Regions from separate parts of the Xenopus laevis genome. Here region 2 is linked to region 1. Evidence: chromatin contacts called from public Hi-C data. All regions are on one chromosome and are shown on one strand. The core of a region is the stretch at or near the end of the contact, and the rest is flanking DNA. Distances in the headings are between cores, read along the strand shown.

Region 1 (2,755 bases), core at 81-2,580:
AATTGTCATTCAAATGTGCAAATTAGGGAATGGGCGTGTGGTGCAAAGAAGCTGCGGTGCAGAGTGCAGCAATGCAACAGATGCAAGTGGACAATTGCGTTTTCTTTTATCTGGGGAATTAGTTACTGAACCCCTTTGTATTAAATGATGTACAATGATGAATCTTGCACACACACATACACACCCCTCCAGAGGTGATATGATTATCTAAATAATAACCATCAGCTAAAATACTACAGCAACTATATTATATTGATACCTGTATCTAAATACAGAGGCATTTGTAGCACCATTTGTTCTCTTCATGTTATTCTTATCATATGCACTTCAATAAATACACAAATGGGTGCTTTTACATATAGAATTGAAACACAGTGTATGGAATTTGATATGTTCTCCCTGTGCTTGTGTGGTTTTCTTTTGAGTACTCCGTTTCCTCTTACACATACTGGCAGGTTAATTGGCTTCTGATAACATTCGCCATAGTGAATGTGATAGGGATCTTAGATTATAAACCCTACTGGGGCAGGGACTGATGTGTTTGATGTATAATCTCTGTAAAAGTCTGCAGAATAGTCTATCAATAATAACAACAGAGGTTTAGAAATACAGGATATATTTACTGCAAATGTTCTGCTTTTTTTCCAGACGTAAGTTACATTTACCTGATGGTTTTACTAAGAACCAGCTTCCCAGTTTTGTTTTTAAAAGCCGAAAGTAACATCATAAAAGACAAAGGACAAACACAAAAGCATTGTCTTTGTAGGCTTTGTTGACTCCATTAAATAAAATTAACATCAATATAGTGTCATTGGTATCCTTACAGAGGGTCAAAGGTGTAAGCAATGCAAATGATTTAGGGGAGTAATTTGCAAGCAAGTTCTATTAAAATTCTGGGATGTAATTGCCTGTGATATGCTGCCACCTTCTGGTTACCATGAACAGCAAGTAAACAATCCATATATTTGTAACAACCGTATGCAGAAAGAAAAGTTTGCATTGTGTTAGATAAAGGCAATATGTGTAAGTGGATACCTTAGTTTTAAAGATGCAGAAAGCAATAATTTTATAGGTAAACGTAAAAGAGTAAATATTTATGTACGATTAAGTTAAAAATAAAAATAAGTTTTGGCAAATAGAAGCATGTATGCACACGCTCACACTGAGCAATTTCAACAAAGGTGCCCTGAAATAGTATTTACTAGCTAGGCATATTGTACTGAAAGTAATTAGGCATTTACCCCCAGGATACCTTCTCATTTCCACACATTGTGCACACCTTCATATCCAGCTTGCATTGTGTGATCAACTTCCTAGCCTATGGCAGAGGGTGGGTCACACTGACGTTGTGTATAGTTTGTTCCTTCCTTAGTGAGTCAGGGAAGGAGTCTGTGAGTCATAACAGCCCTAAACTGTCAGTTACAGGCTCCTTAACTGTATTTTCATAAAAAAAACATAAGCATTGAAAAGTACAGAGTAGCATTAAAGTGACTTTAGTATACTACTTATTCAGTAACATGTAGTTGTAATGTATCTCAGCAAATAAGGCATAGGGGTTATCCTTGTACAGTTATGAGCATACTTGTAGGTGGTTTAAAGTTCTGCTGTTGCAATATATGGCTTTGCTCAAACCTTTCCTGTCCAACTCTTACTTTCTATAATATTAATTAATAAATTGCTCCTTATCAGGGCCACACTTGGATGCAGTGCAAAAAGTGTATGCAAAGTGCCATATTCTTTACCATAAAATACAGCATTTTTTTTTCTCAGATTGCTAGTGAAATTTAAGGTGCCCCACAAGTTGTATCCCATGTGATACAATAATATAAACACACATTAGCATAATATTGTCCCTTCATGGGCTTCAGTGGCATCATTTCTGACACACAGGGTCAATAATGGTGCACTAATTTGCAACAAGTCGTTTGATGTAAGTTAGTTGGGACAACTAAAGCAACCCGCTAAGGGTCTACGCTTCTAAAAATTCCAGGGTTCCTATTTATCAATCCATGTATGCTATTGATCAGAGCAATCTGAAGGGGCACGTTGGTGCTTCCAGGGAGTCGCAAAGGAGTGTGTATTGACAAGTCACTGATTGCTAAATTATGCATATTTGTATTTGCATTAGTAAACAAGCCTAATAGTTTAGTGACAGGGGGACCTCCATGAAAAAATGTTCTATGCTCTGTGTAAGCTCATGTATGTGTTGACAAAGACTTGCAGTAGAAGCTGAGAAGTGAAACAGCTTGGCTGCAGATATTAAAATATTTGATGGCTTATACAGTCTCAAGAGGGGACAGAAAGAAATTAATGGGTTTCTTTAGTCATGGTGTTAAATGGTGACAAATTATATTTGTATATAGGGTTGTCACCTGGCCGGTATTTTAACGGCCTGGCCGGTAAAAATGATGGTTGAGCCCAATGTTATTAATAGGGAAAAAAGTTTAATATATAGGAAGAGTGGTATTTTTTTCTAGAAAAGGTGGCAACCCAATTTGTGTACCAGCTTGATACAATCACATGCAGATTTTTAAAGCCTCTAAATGTAAAGGAAAGAAAAGAGCAACCCGTCTGAAGAGGAAGGACCTTGGGCATGGTGTGATATCAGCATAATGAAAATGATAATCAACAGAGAGATGTGATATGATGTTTGTCATACAGATACAGTATATGTTTCATTCAAAGCTTCCAGTTAGGTTCAGTGAGGTGCTTGTTCCATTTGCGATTGATTTATATATATAGGAAACCTCATTTA
Region 2 (2,867 bases), core at 71-2,570, 180 kb before region 1:
CGCAGAGATCGGCACGATAAGAAGGGCAGGAATATATAATAAGGCTGCCACGGAGACGCATTTATTTATATTTAGCACCAACCCAGCGATAAGAGAGAAACACAAACAACTGCAACAAAGGGCTCCGTTTAAAAGAAAAGCAGATGCCAACCTGCCTCTTGGAAATCACAAACTAGTTGGTAGCTCCATGCGAGTATTTAGGGAACATAAATGATCCTTCAGGACTGAAAGCTAATTTCCGATAAATACTGGGATTCAGAGATCAGCAGCGATCCTGCCAGCCTGGTGGCAATATCAGCCCAACCGGCTCGTTTATTCAGTAGCTGACTGTAGTGATAATTCATAGCACCCACATGATAATAGGAGCACCTTGTACCGGGGTGACCCTGACACGTCACGGCTGTGTTCCCGGGGCGCCTATAAGTCTCACAGGAGAGGGGGGATCTAACAGCGGGATCGGTGGGCAATAAAGCGCTCTACAGTCACCCCTCCCAAGGGGATCGTTTTAGGACAACGATATCCAAAATGCAGACTACGGCCCTCCAGCTGCCGGTGAACTTCAGACAGGAGCTCCGTGGGACGGGGTTTTAGTTTCCCACTACTGTCGCTGTAAGGCCACGGGGCAGAGCCATTATATAAAGCACTTGTCCACATGACACGGGCCACAGGGCGAGAGAGTCGTTTATATTGTGTGTATAAATCGGGCCCACAGTCTGACACACAGAGTCAAATAGAGACAGGCACTTACCTGGCGTTGGACGAGTTCCAGTAAATAGGATCCAGCACTGTGGACCAGGAGATCGCAGTCCTGAGCAAGAGAATCCAAACTGCCAGGCTGTACTTCCACACCGAGTCCCCGCTCAGTGCCATCATCTGGCCGCCCTAAGAAACTATCACTGAACAAACGCAACGTTTCGGCTCCAGTCAAAGCCAGCGACCCCCTGACAGCAAAGAGAGTCCAACCGGCGGGGGAAATCCAACTCCCTGAGTGGCTGTGACTGAGGCAGGAGTAACCCCTGGCTGTGCCAACAAATCAACTCCAAACGGCAAACTCGTGCTCACACGCACTGTATCCTGAGCTACCAAAAGGGGCCACACTGGTATCAAGGGGATCCGTCATCCGGCAACCCTTGCTGCTCTCTGTGTCTGAGATCCGAAGAGCCCGCAACGTGCGCTGTATTAATCCAGCTCCAGGCAGTCCCTGTGTGTATCCTATAGGTGCCCGCAGATAAAAGCAGCTGCGGATCCCTGTTTGTCTGCCAACGGCAGTGCTGCTCCGGGCACACGAATAATGAACTCAGCTCCAAATCCTCGCACTGCTTCTCACTGAACCCAAGTCATCTCTCTCAGCGCAGCGCTTTCGCCTTATAAACTCATCCCGCCCACTCCCGCCCGTCCCGCTCATTGGCTGAGATGCTCAAGAGCGGAGCGGATTGGCGGCGCTTCACGTCAATCGATGGTTAAGACAGAACGCGTCTGCTCCTTGGCATCGTATTGTGTGTGACAGGTACACACCTCCCATACTATAAAACATGAACTCATCGGCGGCTATTAATATTCATTAGGTGACCCTGTGACACTCGCAGCTCCTACCTGCACCCACATAGACAATCTCCACTCTGTTTCTAGGAACTATCAAACCAAACCTATGTATAAACACATTTCTAATGATATAATTCATCTAAAGTAACCAATTCTGTAACTGAAACAAGATATGTTTTACAAACAATAAATTCTATCTTAAGTTAGATACATGGTTTTAACTAGGAACAATGTTTAATTTTAAACCTGCTAGCCATTTAAGGGGTGGTTTACCTTTAAAGTAACTTTTATTATGTCATAGAACGGGCAATTCTGAGCAACTTTTCAATTGGTTTTCATTAGTTATTTTTTTATAGTTGCCTTTTTCTTCTGACTCTTTGCAGCTTTTAATTGGGCGTTGATGACTACATTCTAAAAAACAAATGCTCTGTAAGGCTACAAATGTATTGTTATTGTTTCATTTTATTACTGGTTCTTCTATTCAGGCCTCTCCTATTCATATTCCAGTCTCTTATTCAAATCAATGCATGGTTGCTAGTGTCATTTGGACCCTAGTTACCTGATTGCTTAAAATGCAGATTGAAGAGCTGCTGAATAAAAAGCTAAATAACTCAAAAACCACATATAATAAAAAATTACAACAAATTGCAAATTGTCTCAGAATATCACTCTCTACATCATACTAAAGTTATCTCAAAGGTAAACAAACACTTTAAATAAGTAGTTAAACGTGGATTTAGGATTATATTTAAATATATACATACATATACACACACACTACGTGGGCCCCGGGCCCTAAAAATGTAACTGTTTAGAGATATCCAGTTAATGAAGGACAGACGTTCTAAATCTCCTAAACACACCGAATAACCATTGTGAACTCTGTATCAGCCTCCAGGGAGCATCTTGGGAGATTTATTTGGTCAGAAAATACTGATCCCCTGGGAACAGGGGGAGCAGAAGTAAATAGTTTAAATGAATTCTATATCCTTCTCCGAGGTACAGGGGTGGGAGTAAATCAAATACACATTTCCACAGCAAACCAGCCCTTCCCAGAGTCCAGCTGTGTATAGTCTAGTAATGGATATATTATAGTAGGTGGGGGAAATCTAATGGAACTACTGTGTCATTATACAATCCAACTGTTTATATGGGGCTATAGAGCAATTATTGGTATACTTGGCACTCTCTAGATCTTCCTACTGTGCCTACTGCCTTTGCATTGTGCTTGGAGTCTGTTCAAGGAGTAGGGGAACTAGACAGTAACTAATAAGGGAATCTGTCATTTATAATTGGAGAAGCCATACTGACAACTGCATAAGGCC

Evidence for each region. A called contact is a pair of places that touch in the nucleus more often than the background predicts.
Region 2: a Hi-C map of the XL177 cell line shows a contact between it and region 1, with 4 times the contacts expected there. The contact joins the promoter of efnb2.S here to the enhancer-like site in region 1. A contact is called at or near these places in 2 of 4 Hi-C or Micro-C datasets (the XL177 cell line and the XTC cell line).

The regions. Positions count from the first base shown.
Region 1 is chr2S:108,980,081-108,982,835 of Xenopus_laevis_v10.1, reverse strand. No RefSeq gene overlaps it. Among protein-coding and RNA genes, the nearest start is that of arglu1.S, 150 kb to the left of the region's middle. Within about 2 kb of position 1,330, at least 2 of the 7 cell types and tissues checked have an H3K27ac peak or open chromatin away from gene starts, as enhancers often do.
Region 2 is chr2S:109,162,890-109,165,756 of Xenopus_laevis_v10.1, reverse strand. It overlaps efnb2.S (ephrin B2 S homeolog), which reads right to left and starts at 1,320. Exons shown (of 5, transcript NM_001122597.1): 1 at 749-1,320. The coding sequence starts at 870.